3 separate regions of the Sus scrofa genome follow, and all the other regions are linked to region 1. Evidence: chromatin contacts called from public Hi-C and promoter capture Hi-C data. All regions are on one chromosome and are shown on one strand. The core of a region is the stretch at or near the end of the contact, and the rest is flanking DNA. Distances in the headings are between cores, read along the strand shown.

The links. Promoter capture Hi-C pulls out the DNA fragments that hold promoters and counts their contacts. Hi-C and Micro-C count contacts between places; a contact is called where the count stands out from the background.
Region 2: a contact with region 1 is called in a Hi-C map of skeletal muscle, with 5 times the contacts expected there. The contact joins the enhancer-like site here to the promoter of SRSF10 in region 1. A contact is called at or near these places in 1 of 5 promoter capture datasets (fetal skeletal muscle), 15 of 47 Hi-C or Micro-C datasets (alveolar macrophages, embryonic fibroblasts, epiblast stem cells and 6 more) and 2 of 2 datasets of contacts at active chromatin or transcription factors (alveolar macrophages and skeletal muscle).
Region 3: a contact with region 1 is called in a promoter capture Hi-C map of fetal skeletal muscle, with 3 times the contacts expected there. The contact joins the promoter of MYOM3 here to the promoter of SRSF10 in region 1. A contact is called at or near these places in 1 of 5 promoter capture datasets (fetal skeletal muscle) and 1 of 47 Hi-C or Micro-C datasets (liver).

The regions. Positions count from the first base shown.
Region 1 is chr6:81,739,079-81,742,890 of Sscrofa11.1, forward strand. SRSF10 (serine and arginine rich splicing factor 10) reads right to left here and starts at 2,369. Exons shown (of 6, transcript NM_001244368.1): 1 at 2,236-2,369; 2 at 704-808. The coding sequence starts at 2,300.
Region 2 is chr6:81,812,373-81,816,787 of Sscrofa11.1, forward strand. MYOM3 (myomesin-3) reads right to left here. Exons shown (of 38, transcript XM_021095533.1): 27 at 3,565-3,709; 28 at 3,317-3,376; 29 at 2,853-2,920; 30 at 1,754-1,864. Among named protein-coding and RNA genes, the nearest start is that of MYOM3, 45 kb to the right of the region's middle. Within about 2 kb of position 2,954, at least 35 of the 83 cell types and tissues checked have an H3K27ac peak or open chromatin away from gene starts, as enhancers often do. A contact at or near this core is called in alveolar macrophages, fetal skeletal muscle, liver and 3 more, where this site is marked.
Region 3 is chr6:81,858,246-81,862,551 of Sscrofa11.1, forward strand. It overlaps MYOM3 (myomesin-3), which reads right to left and starts at 1,261. Exons shown (of 38, transcript XM_021095533.1): 1 at 1,048-1,261; 2 at 710-838.

The DNA.
Region 1 (3,812 bases), core at 1,119-3,618:
CTTGGCCAAATATGACAGATGGCTTTATCTTTAACTTTGAAAAACAACCTTTTCCCCCTTTTGTAGATAAAGCGAGGCTTTGTCTCCCATTAGGCTTGTCCTTCTTCCAGCTTTTCTTTATATTTTCTTTTCCCAAACTCTCCCTTCTCTTCAAGCCTGATCCTTAAGAGGTCTTTGGCTTGTCTACTTGCCTTAAGTGTTGAACTCTACTCTAAAGGTTCTTTCATGCTTTCTCTTTGGGGTCGCCATAACTGTACAGCTTTACATTCTCTGAGGTAACAACAGAGGACAGCAAATTAGGGGACAATATTAAAGAAGTTTACCTCATTGTTAAACAACTTGTTTTTGATCAAGTGACTCAAAACAAACAAGAATACCAAACTTTAATTGCTAAGCACAAGAACATATTAACTTTTGAGTTACATTAAAGGTGGCAGCAACCAGATTGTACTCAAATTTAACTCACATTATTATAATTACTGATTTGGGTTTCAACAGCATGAATGGGAATTTAAATATTTTACTATTTTTGGATTAACTTTAAGAAAAAGAACAATGTGAGTCAATTAATTAAAAAAAAAAAGACAAAACATTTATTAGCGGACAAAAAAAACACAACTACTTTTTAGATGTTACCTCTTACATAAACTTGAATTTCAAACTTCAACACCCCTCACTAATCAGCCATCTGAAGAAAGGATATTGAACATATGCAAATCCTCTTGGACGACGAGTGTAGAAATCAAGTGGAACATACACATCAACTATAGGACCATAACGACCAAATTCACGTCGCAAATCTTCAGACCTAAAACATCATGAAAAGACCCCAAATTTTTATGTTTACTACTTTTAAAGTTTATTTGTAAGAAATAGGTTTCTTTCTGAAATATTTCAGAAACAGGTTTCTTTCTGTAATTAAAGAGACTGTGCTATGTTCCTGGGTGACAAGAAATGGACAAGCTTTCTAAATTTCACTCAACATCAATAACCAACTGTAAGAATATACATGTCTTTTTGAAAAAGGAAAGCTAGAATCCAAGATTTTGGAAGGTAAAAATGCAGTTTATAATAAAACTTATTACTATTTCACATTAACAACAGGAAAAAAGACATTTAAAGAAACTTGATTCCAACTTAGCACTTGTTTTTATCCACAGCCTTCATTTTTCATAAAAGGCACAATAGCCTTAAGTTGTATTTAAGTACTGCTACTCTAGTATTCTGAAAATTACCAAGCACTTATTATTACCTCTAAGTTTTAGCCACAGTTGGGAGATATGGTTTGAGAAATAAGTCACAAGTATACATAATTCCTTAATAAATGTAAAAGTGACATAAAAGGGAAAGTTTCCTAGACGCAAATTACTATTGCTTACTTTCTTACTTAGAATTAGGACAGGAAAACATCACACAAGGCTACCAAAATTAATTTTTGTGTAAAATGATTATTTGTGATACAAAGTTTCATCTTGTAATAAGATCTCTTCCAAAAAATTCTGACGGCAACTCCAAGCAATTAAGGGAATTGGTGAGAACAAAGGAACGGACTGGATTAATCCAATTTAGCTATCAACGTTCTAATGGTAGAGGCTTCCTAAACTTCCCTTTTCAAAGGGTGACCACTATTTCCGGGAAATGGGAAGAACTAGTTTGTACTGTTTAACCGTTATTTTTTTTCTCTAATCTCAACATTCCCTTTCTCCGAACACCTCCAACGTTTAAAAAAAAAAACCACGCAAATGTAACACAACGGCAACCAAAAATAGCGTAGCAAGTGCTTCGCCACATTCCCCTCCCTCGATCCCGTTATTTCACCGCAAAGCAATTTTTAACTAAAAAAAATTTTCTGGGCCGAGGATGCCTGCACCTCAAAAAACGTGAACTTCAAATCAACGGGGAGCGGACGTTCGGCGCGGGCTGGACGCGTGGAGGGAAAACGAAGAGGAAGCTCCCCCTCCCCCGAACTGCGAAGGGGAGGGGACTGAAACCCCGCCACGCGGCCCGCGCTCTCGCGGCGGCCCCGGAGGACTAGCGGCGCCGCCCTCGCCCCAACGCGGCGGTTGAGCCGTCAGCGACAGCGCGGCCTAGTTCGGGCCCGAAAGCCGGCGCGGGACCCGCCATCTTCACCCCTTCCCCTCCCCCGGCCCAGCGCGCCGCCGCCGCCGCCGCACGGGTCCTCTCCGAGCCTGCGGCCTCCCCGCTAAGGCCCCGGGGTACCTCCCCTGTACCTACCTGGTATCGTCGGCCACGTTCCTCACGAACAGAGACGTATTGGGGGGACGCAGATACCGAGACATGACTGCGGCGTAAGTCTCAGCACGGACACTAACGGGCTCAGCAAACCGTCCGCAGCTCTGGCGGCGGATCCTCAGACACACACAGCCAGAGGGCTCCGCTACGGCAACCGCCCCTTCTCGCGAGACTTCACTCCCGCCTCCCCCTCCTACCTGCAACGGTTCTCTCCCGCGAGATCATCCGGCGTGCGCCTGCGCATGCGGACCGCTGGAGTACGTGCCGCAGCCTCGGTCTCATTCATTGGCCTCTCGAGCTTCCTCCTCTTCCCCCCCCGCAGCCCGCTCTTTCTTTAGTGCTTTATTTTCCCGCCCTTTTCTGCCTTGCACCTCTTTTCCCCCTCCTAACCCCCCAGGTCAGATGCTTTAAAGTACGCTAGACTGTATGGTTTTTACAAACTAGACGGAGTTTAAATATTATAATTCGGAAAGACTGCCTTACTTTTTTCTATCTGGCCCACGTTATATTAGATCGCTGACCGGCAAGAGAAGAATTTACAGCCTCTGGTGTTAGTGTGAAAAGGAAGGAGATGTGTGTCCTTGCAGAGAGATAGGCCTGTCTCTCCAGTGAGTCTTGTACGCGATGGGCTCACTCCCTGAGCGCCTTTGCCCAGGCTACTCCTCACGTACCCTTCTTGGTCATTTCCTCACCTATCCACGCTGTTTGCTCCTAATTAAAGGCCGTTCCCTACCAAAATGGGACGCAAACCTCACATCTTGGTCTCTGTTGTCATCTACAGTGTATTCCTTGCTAACAACTTCATGGGTATGCCTTGTTCGTGTATTGCAGTGTTTCTCCAATAATTTGTGGATCTCGGGGCAAAATGAAAACATTCAAAAATTAAGATCACAGTAGCAGAGCATTAAGTCTGAGAGCAGGGTCCTTTGCATTTGCACAGGTGGCACAGCCATGAAGCCTCCATGAATGTTAGCGATTATTATTATCACTCATAATGCCTTGAGAAACAATAGGAGAAAGTGAGGTACAAATACTTCACTCACTGGAGTTGCTTCCTGCCTCACACACCAAGTGCACCTTTGATTTTTTGTGCTTTAGGATCCCAGAGTCTTGAAAAAGATACTGCGAAAAGTAGAGAAAGTAAACACCTTTCATCTGGGGCCTGAGATGGGCAGTTTACCAAATTATAAATCTGCAGCAGGTGGTGGGAGGCGGCAGTGACAGGTGGACGAGGAGATACACCAAGGAATTTTGCAAGTACAACCCTTCCTCACAAAAAGTGCTACCATGTGTAGTCAAGAGCACCACAGAATACCAGAGTTGGTAATTTTTTTGAAAACCAAATATTAATCTCTGAGAACAGTCTGTTGGCACTGTGCCTCTTCTTGAAGAAATTATGTTTCATTGAGATTGATGTCAGAAAACAACTTTCCTTGGGTGCTGTTCTCAGAATTGCACAAATAAGACCCCAAGGTAAAGCGGAAAGTGAAGTCTATGGATTTCCTTGATCCCGAAACAGCTTCTTTCCTGATTTGTGGGCAATGGCAGACATATCATGT
Region 2 (4,415 bases), core at 1,704-4,203, 74 kb after region 1:
GTGTAAGGCTCCTTTCTCCTCCAGAGCCTTTGATCCCAAGCTCATGGCTTATCTGGGCCTGGGGGCAGGAAGGGGAGTCTGCGGCTGGAAACCGCAGGTGGATTTTCAGGGAGCTGCTTTGAGTAGAGCAGAGCGAGCCCCCCTTGCAGAGCTGCGTTGAGCGGAGCACACCCTCCCCCTGAGCTGCTCTGCTCCCTGTGGCCCCCAGATGGAAGGACCTTTCTGCCCTCGCAGAAGGAAGGTGCTTTTTTCTGCTCAGGACAAGGGGATCCTTCTTAGCACATGCTTGTCAACCCCAAGTAAAGCCTCAATCCACACTCAGCAAAGCTGGGCTGTGCTTCGAGAGCAAGGTCAGAGGTCAACGGTGCCCTCTCATGATACAGCATCTCCTTTGGGGCCTGGGGTGGGGGTGATATTCTGCCTCCCTGTCCCCTCAAAACACCCTTCCCACCCTGACCATCTCTACATAGGGTGCTTTGAGCAGGATCCAAGGCAGAGGCATCTCTTAATATGGGGATCGAAGGCTGAAAACCCCAAGAGTCCTGTCCTATGTCCCTTCCCCCCACCCTCAGTGAAGGCTCCAAAGTTCCAGCCAAACCCTGGGGAGGGCGACTGGAGAGATTTCTGGACCGATTCTCTAGCCTTGAATCTTGGTATTTAAACCCTCTGGGCCTCTGGGGGCACAGCCTTGGCCCTGGCTTAGGCACTATCTGCGGTCGTTGTGGGGATCGAGGGAGAGGACACTTCAAAAGCCAGAAAGTTGTGCACCAATACGCCAGATAATTATGACAAGACTCCGTAGCTATTAAGCACCCACTTGAGGCCAAGCCCTGTGCCAGGAGTTTGCACGGTGATGACAAAGGCCAAATTGGCATCATCTTGGCTGGGATTTGGGACGGGACCCTGAAACCACGATTCCTTCCTCGTCAGCAATCCTGCATTTACCGCAGTCCTTGGCACATAGGGAGGCTACAGAAATCAGTGGTAGGGCGGAAAAACACCGAATGCTTAAGAATAAGGCTTGTATTTATCTCTTAACCAGGTCTCACTCCTCCAAGGGCCATGAGGTGGACGTGGGTTGGAGAAGTGAGCTCCAGGGAGTTTCCATCGTGGCTCAGCAGTTTAAGCACCCATGAGGACATGTGTTTGATCCTTGGCCTTGCTCAGTGGGTTAAAGGATCCGGTGTTGCCGTGAGCTGTGTAGGTCGCAGACTTGGCTTGGATCTGGTGTTGCTGTGGCTGTGGCTTAGGCCGGCAGCTGCAGCTCTGATTCAACCCCTAACCTGGGAACCTCCAGGCCTGCTCTGCTCTAGCCCAGACTGTTTCATAGAGACAGCCTTCCTATCCCACATCTCAGGCTGCAGGGGCAGGAAGGAATATATGAGAGAGCGTCCCTTTTGACTTGCTCGAGTTATAGATGAAAATTGAGGTCAGAGAGGGACAGTGACTAGCCCAAGGCTACACAGTCAGTGGCAGGGCCAGGAGTGAAATCCAAATGAGAGGAAAAATCAGTATTATTGAGCCTGTCTTTAAACTTTTGGCATTGTTTTCTCTATAGTCTTTGTTTGGCATTCCTTTTGATTTTTAAAATGATTGCATGAAATGAATTATTTATCTTGATCACTGAGATTTTAGCGCCCCCTAAAGTCTGTGCATGAGTTGAGTGCCTGCTTGCCTTGCCCTCTCCTGACTCCCCGCCCTGTGCTCCGGGCACTGCCTGGAGGCGGAGCCCTGAAGTCAGAGCTACCCTTACCTCTTCAATGCAGACAAGCCCTGCTCCTGTCTGCGGGTCATACTGGCCAGCTGGGAACTCTCTCTTCTGGAAGAACCACTGGAAGCGGGTTTCTTTCTTGGTGTTGGTCACCTAAGGAAGGTGCCGAGTCAAGAGACCCCTTCAGGCTTTGGCTTTTAAGTGAAGACTTAGTTTGTCAGAACTTTTGTTGTAAATGTGACCCCCCCACATTTCCCCCCCACCCCACTTCTCTCTGTCTCTTCTGATGGCTTCTAGACACTGGACTTTCGCTAATGATGTTTCCTCTGCTTCTCAATCCTTCTCCTATTCCATTTTTCCTGTAAATGCCTATCTCATCTCCTCCAGGAAGCCTTCCTAGAGTGCCCCTTATCATGAGTAATCAATTTCTTGCACCCCTCCATCACAGCAGGAGGCATGCTGTTCTCCCATGATCTTGCTTTGGACCGTGGGATCCTAGAGGCCTAAGGAGACCACTGTTTCATCTTTGTACGCCCAGTGCTTGCAGAATGTCTAACGCAGAGTAGGTGCTCTGCATTGGTTGAACGGCTACGCTTCATGGGGTGTGCCCTCCCCCTGTATCTAAAAGGCTGCAGGGTGCTGAGAAGGAGCAAATGTTTTGGAGTCAGACACCCTCTGACTCCCCCAGCTCAAGGCTCTCTCTTACTGTGTGGTCTTGAGCTATTCCTCTGCTTATTTTCTCATGGGTAAAGTGGAATCATAACGCCTCTCTCACAGATGACTGTGAGGCAGTTGAGATAAAAGAATGCCCTGAAGCGCTGAGCACAGGGTCTGGCAAGACTGACACTCAGAATCCACCCTCAGACCCCTGACCCCCCCAAACCCCTCCCAGAGCAGCTGGCAGATCTAGCTCAAGGCTGACCTAACACCCGCCCACTAACTCACTCTAACTCGGCTCCTTGGGATTTTGTTTCCTGGTTAAATACAAAATTCTTAGGGCTACTTCCTCTGCTGGGGAACAGACTAGCGCAGGGCATGGTGTTTCCAGGAGTGGGGCAAGATGGGCAAGGGGCTTGGGAACAGCCACAGGTCTGGCCCCATTGGTTTGGGGGCAGGGCTGGAGGCGGGGGCGGGGATTTGCCTTGCAGGTCAGCAGCACTTGGCAGTCCTCCGTGACCTTCCACTGCAGAGGCTCCTCGAAATACGGACCTGGGAGGGACAAACACACACGACCATCGGTCAGAGCGCCAGGCTTAGCCTGGGCGCCACCTGGTGGCGAGACAGGGGAAGGCAGCTGAAGAGGGGCATCTAGTGACCACTGGCCGCTCGGATTTTGGGATTTCCGTCCCCATCAGGGCGGGGACTGGGGTGAATGAAGTAAGGGAGGCCCTTAGGGTGCAAAATTTAAGGCGGCGCTCATTCTCGGGGTTAAGCAAGTGCTCTTTTGTTCTGGCACGAGGAGGACAACACTGGATCCAATGGTAGTGACCTTCCCTCGCGGGGGCGGGGGCAGGGGCGGGCAGTAGGGTGGAGGGGTTTATTAACCCACTAGCCCAGTGGTTCCCCAGCAATGACTGCTGGCCTGGTGGCCGAGGCAGTTCTTACCCTGTTTTCTCTTCCAGTCTCTTCTCTTGGCATCCGCCTTCCTCAGAAGTTTGTCAAACTCTGTGAAGAGAGAGGGGAACTGGCGTGATTGAGAGGAACGCGGGTCTGGAGGGTCTAGAGTGGGGGCGTCAGGGTGGACAGAGACCTCAGGGCTGGGAGCTGAGGCCAGGTGCGTGGGGTGCACCGGAGCAGGGGTGGGGCCGGGGGTGGGGGTTAGGAGGCGAGGGTAGGTGCAGGGCAGAGCTGACCGTCATCCACCAGAGCCAGAGTGATCTGGTTCTTGGCTTTTCCATCTTGGAGCTGGGCCGTGTAAGACCCTTTGTCGTCCTCAGTCAAGTTCTGGATGATAACTTCCACCAGGCCCTTCTCTCGGACAAAATTGATTTTGCGGTTCTGGGGAGAACAAACCCAGAGAGTCTTTCCTGCCCTTTTCCAATCCCAGGGAATTTATGGGGCACAAGTCTGGCCGAAGTGGGATTTGGGGGTGATATATGCAGCATTAGAAGCCTTCAGAGACTGGAGAGGGGGACTCCTGAGTAACCTTCTCCTGTATATACTGGGTTGTCCCCACACCCGGCCCCTGAGAACAAACACCCTGGGGCCCCGCAGGCAAAGAGTCTGCGTCCTTGATTTAATTGCCGTTAACCATCAGCCCCCAACCTCCTATTGGTCCGCTGCCAACAGGAAGTTGTTTTCCATTTCTTTTGCAATTTGATAGAAAAAAAAAATCCCCCTAAAACTTTAAAGGAAAAATGCGAAAAAGCCTGTGTACGTGCTACCCAGAATTAACACTCATTTACATCGGTCACAGTCTAACATTTTTGCAACATTTTCTTTTCTACATTGAAGACCTTACTCCCTCTGGCTTTATTTGTATGTATGATTTGAAGGAACCATCTGGTTTTATTTTATTTTCCTATGGGGCATCTGATAGCCTTAGCGTTGCGTTTTGAGTCCAGGCTTTGCTATACTTCCTACCGAGAGCCAGGGTCATGCTTATTAATCTTTGTTTTTCCCTCTGCTCCTACTGCATGCAGAGATGCTCCAGGCCAGGGATCCAAGCTGTGCCACAGCAGTGACCCAAGCCACGGCAGTGACA
Region 3 (4,306 bases), core at 11-2,510, 120 kb after region 1:
CAGGGCCAGAGTGACTCAGAGCCCTGAGCTGGGTGCTGTGGGCGGGAGCTGGGACACAGCCATGCAAGGGGTCCGGGCAGGCCGAGGTGTGTGCTTAGCGGTTCCACCAGCTTCTGAGGCCGCTGAGGAAGTGAGGCAGCGCCTTTCCTGCCGGGCCTCGGTTTCCTGCCCATGAGCCCAGGCTGGATGAGAGCCCTCCTGGCCCTGCGGGCTTGCTCCCATCCCCTGCCTGCCGGGCAGGCCAAGCCGGGCTCCACCAGCAGTGCTCTAGGTTTGCTAGAGCTGCCAGCCCACTCTGGTCCCTGCTGATTCCTAATTCCTGCAGGAAAGCCTCCACTTCCCAGGGCATCCCTCAATGGCTTGTTTTTTTTTTTTTTTTTTTTTTTTTTTTTAATGTAGCTTTCACATCACAGAAGCTCAGCTCAGAAGACCCAGGGCCTCATCGAATAGGGAGATGGGGCAGAGATTTTGTTTTTTCTAGAATTTCCCTCCATTTCCACTTGGGGTAATGCCCAAATATGTCTACTTTTTTCTTTCCAAATCTCCCAGGATCCTTTCCCAACACACATATAACACACACACACACACACACACACACACACACACACACTTCCCAGTGGAAAGTTGAGGTCTTCACTCTTTGGAGATCCCCCTCCTACCCACCCCCCCCCCCGCACCCCCTCCCGCACCGTCCCTGGAGGCGACTCACAGAAGCAGCTGTGTCTACTTAGGTGTCTCTGGGGAGAAGTTTTCAGAGGATGAGAGGGTCCTGGGTTTCCTCTTGCCCTGGGCTCGGCGGGGACTGGAAGAAGAATGTGATCCCGGAGCCTGCACGGGCCTTAAATATAGCAGTGCCGAGACAGTGTGATGACAATGGATGAGAACTATGGGGGGGGGGGGAACGGAGGGGAGGGGCCATTCCTTGGGTCCAGCGTTGCCCAGGCGGCAGCGACAGGTGGAGCTGCCCGCACCCCACCCACCTCCCGCAGACAGCTCCTCCCCTCAGCTCCACCCCTCCTGCCTAAAAAGAGCCCCCTCCCCAATTACAGTGGAAAGAAGGTGGGTGCTCAGGCCTGGCTGTACGGAGAACAGATCGGGGTGGTTTTCTTGGTGGCTGAGAGTTCTGATCTGAATTCTCCCCCAACGGACAGGTGCTCTGGGGAAGACACTGAGCTTCTCTGATCTGATTCCCCTTCTGAAAATAGAGACAGTGAGGCTGGGCCCCCAGACTTCATGGAGACATGGAAGGGGTATGACCTAAACATGGGTCTTTAGTGCTCATAAGTCATCACGGGCTAGAATGGAAGCAGGTTTCTTCTCATCTCTCTGCACACCCATGTCCAGCAGCGACTGACCAGCCCCTGCCCCTGCCCCTGTGGAGGGGGTGTCACAGGCAGGAGAGGAGAAGTCGTTTCCTTCCTCATTGTCCAAAGTTCTCAGGCATCTGGAGTGGCCCCTGTGGGAACTTTCGTCCTGATCTTTGCCCCCCACTCCTCCCACCCCCGTCTCCCATTTCAATTCCTTCCTTTCACATTCATACCCCGGCCTGGTGGACACTGAAGATGCAGAGAGGAAAAGACCTCTGACACAGGAGAAATCCTAATCTAGATGGGGAGACAGGCTCTTACAACCAGGGGTGATCAGGCAGGTACACCTGAGCCAGGTCTCAGAGGATGAGCAGGTGTGTGTGGGGGGGGCTGTCCCAGCTCCAGTCCAGAGACACAGCTCCTGGCCTCTTCCTGGGGCCTCAGGGGGCCAGGACCACTGTGCCTATCATTCTTCTTAGTGCTCTGGGGACTCCTCAGGAGAGAGAGAGAGAAAGAGAGAGAACACACAGATGAATTCTTCAGCTCAAATCTCAGACTCCTGAAAGGGATTCCTTGTACACTGCTGGTGGGAATGTAAATTAGTGCAGCCACATAATATGGAGATTTCTCAAAAAGCTAGGACTAGAACTCCCCTATGACCCAGCAATTCCACTCCTGGGTATATAGCAAAAAAAAAAAAAAAAAAAAAAAAAAGAGAGAGAGAGAGAGAGAGAGAGAAAATTAAATCAAAAAGATTCATGCATCCCAGTGTTCATAGCAGCATTATTTATAGTTGCCAAGATAAGGGAGCAACATAAGTGTCTATCAATAGATGGATGGATAAAGAAGATGTGATCAATACACACATACACACATACAGACACAATGGAATACTACTCAGTCATAACAAAGAGTGAAATTTTGGCTTTTGCAACAACATGGATGGATTTGGAGGGTATTATGCTAAGGGAAATGCGTCAGAGAAAGACAAATACTGTATGATATCACTTATATGTGGAATTGAAAAAATACCACAAACTAGAGAATATAACGAAAAAGAAACAAACTCCTAGATACTGAGAACAAACATGTGGTTACCAGTAGGAAAAGGGAAGGGGGAATGGGCAAGATAGGGGTAGGGGATTAAGAGGTATGACCTACTATATATAAAACAAATAAACTATAAGGCTATATTGTGCAACACAGGGAACACACAGTATTTCATAGTAACTGTAAATGGCATATAACCTTTAAAAATTATGAATCACTATGTTGTACACCTGAAACTTATGTACTATTCTATGTCAAGTATACCTCAATAAAAAACATTAAAATTAAAAAAAAATCTCGGAGTTCCCGTCATGGCGCAGTGGTTAACGTATCCGACTAGGAATCATGAGGTTGCGGGTTCGATCCCTGCCCTTGCTCAGTGGGTTAATGATCTGGCGTTGCCATGAGCTGTGGTGTAGGTCACAGATGCGGCTCAGATCCTGCATTGCTGTGGCTCTGAGGTAGGCTGGGGTCTACAGCTCCAATTCGACCCCTAGCCTGGGACCCCTATGCAGCGGGGAAATGGCCCTAGAAAAGGAAAAACAAAAAAACAAAAAAACCAAACTCAGTCTCCCGCTCTATATGATCTCTTCCTAAGCACTCTCCCTTCCTCCCTGGCTGCAGTGTTAAGAGCATCTTTGGGGGAGAACACTTGGCCGCCCTCTCCCATCTTTTTTTTCCTTTTTTTTTCTTTCTTTTTTAATTATAAATAATTGTTATTTCCCCAATACATTTTTTTTCCTACTGTACAGCATGGTGACCGGGTTACACATACACATATACATTCTTTTTTCTCACACTATCATGCTCCATCATAAGTAACTAGACATAGTTCCCAGTGCTACAAAGTAGGATCTCATTGCTTATCCACTCCAAAGGCAATAGTTTGCATCTATTACCCCCAAATTCCCAGTCCATCCCACTCCCTCCTCCTCCTTGGCAACCATGAGTCTATTCTCCAAGTCCATGATTTTCTTTTCTGTGGAAAGATTCATTTATGCCGTGTATTAGATTCCAGATATAAGAGATGTCATTTGGTAATTGTCTTTTTCTGACTTACGTCACTCAGTATGAGAGTCTCTAGTTCCATCCATGTTCCTGCAAGTGCCATTATTTTATTCTTTTTTATGGCTGAGTAGTATTCCATTGTGTATATACACCACATCTTCCTAATCCAATCATCTGTTGATGGACATTTGGGTTGTTTCCATGTCTGGGCTATTGTGAATAGTGCTGCAATGAACACACGGGTGAATGTGTCTCTTTTAAGGAAAGTTTTGTCTGGATAAATGCTCAAGAGTGGGATTGCTGGGTCATATAGCAGTTTTATGTATAGTTTTCTAAGGTACCTCCATACTGTTCTCCATAGTGGTTGTAACAGCTTGCATTCCCACCAACAGTGCAAGAGGGTTCCCTTTTCTCCACACCCGCTCCAGCCTTTGTTATTTGTGGACTTATTAATGGTGGCCATTCTTACTGGTGTGAGGTGGTATCTCATGGTAGTTTTGATTTGCATTTCTCTAATAATCAGGGATATTGAGCATTTTTTCATGTGCTTATTGGCCATCTGTATATTTTCCTTGAAGAAATGTCTATTCAGGTCTTTTGCCCATTTTTCCATTGGGTTGTTGGCTTTTTTGGTGTTTAGTTGTATAAGTTGTTTGTATATTTTAGAGATTAAGCCCTTGTCAGTTGCATCATTTGAAACTATTTTATCCCATTCTGGAAGTTGTCTTTTTTTTAATGGTTTTCTTTGCTGTGCAAAAGCTTGTCAGTTTGATTAGGTCCCATTGGTTTATTTTTGCTTCTATTTCTGTTGCCTTGGGAGACTGGCCTGAGAAAACATTTATAAGGTTGATGTCAGAGAATGTTTTGCCCATGTTCTCTTCCAGGAGTTTGATAGTGGCTTGTCTTATATTTAAGTCTTTCAGCCATTTTGAGTTTATTTT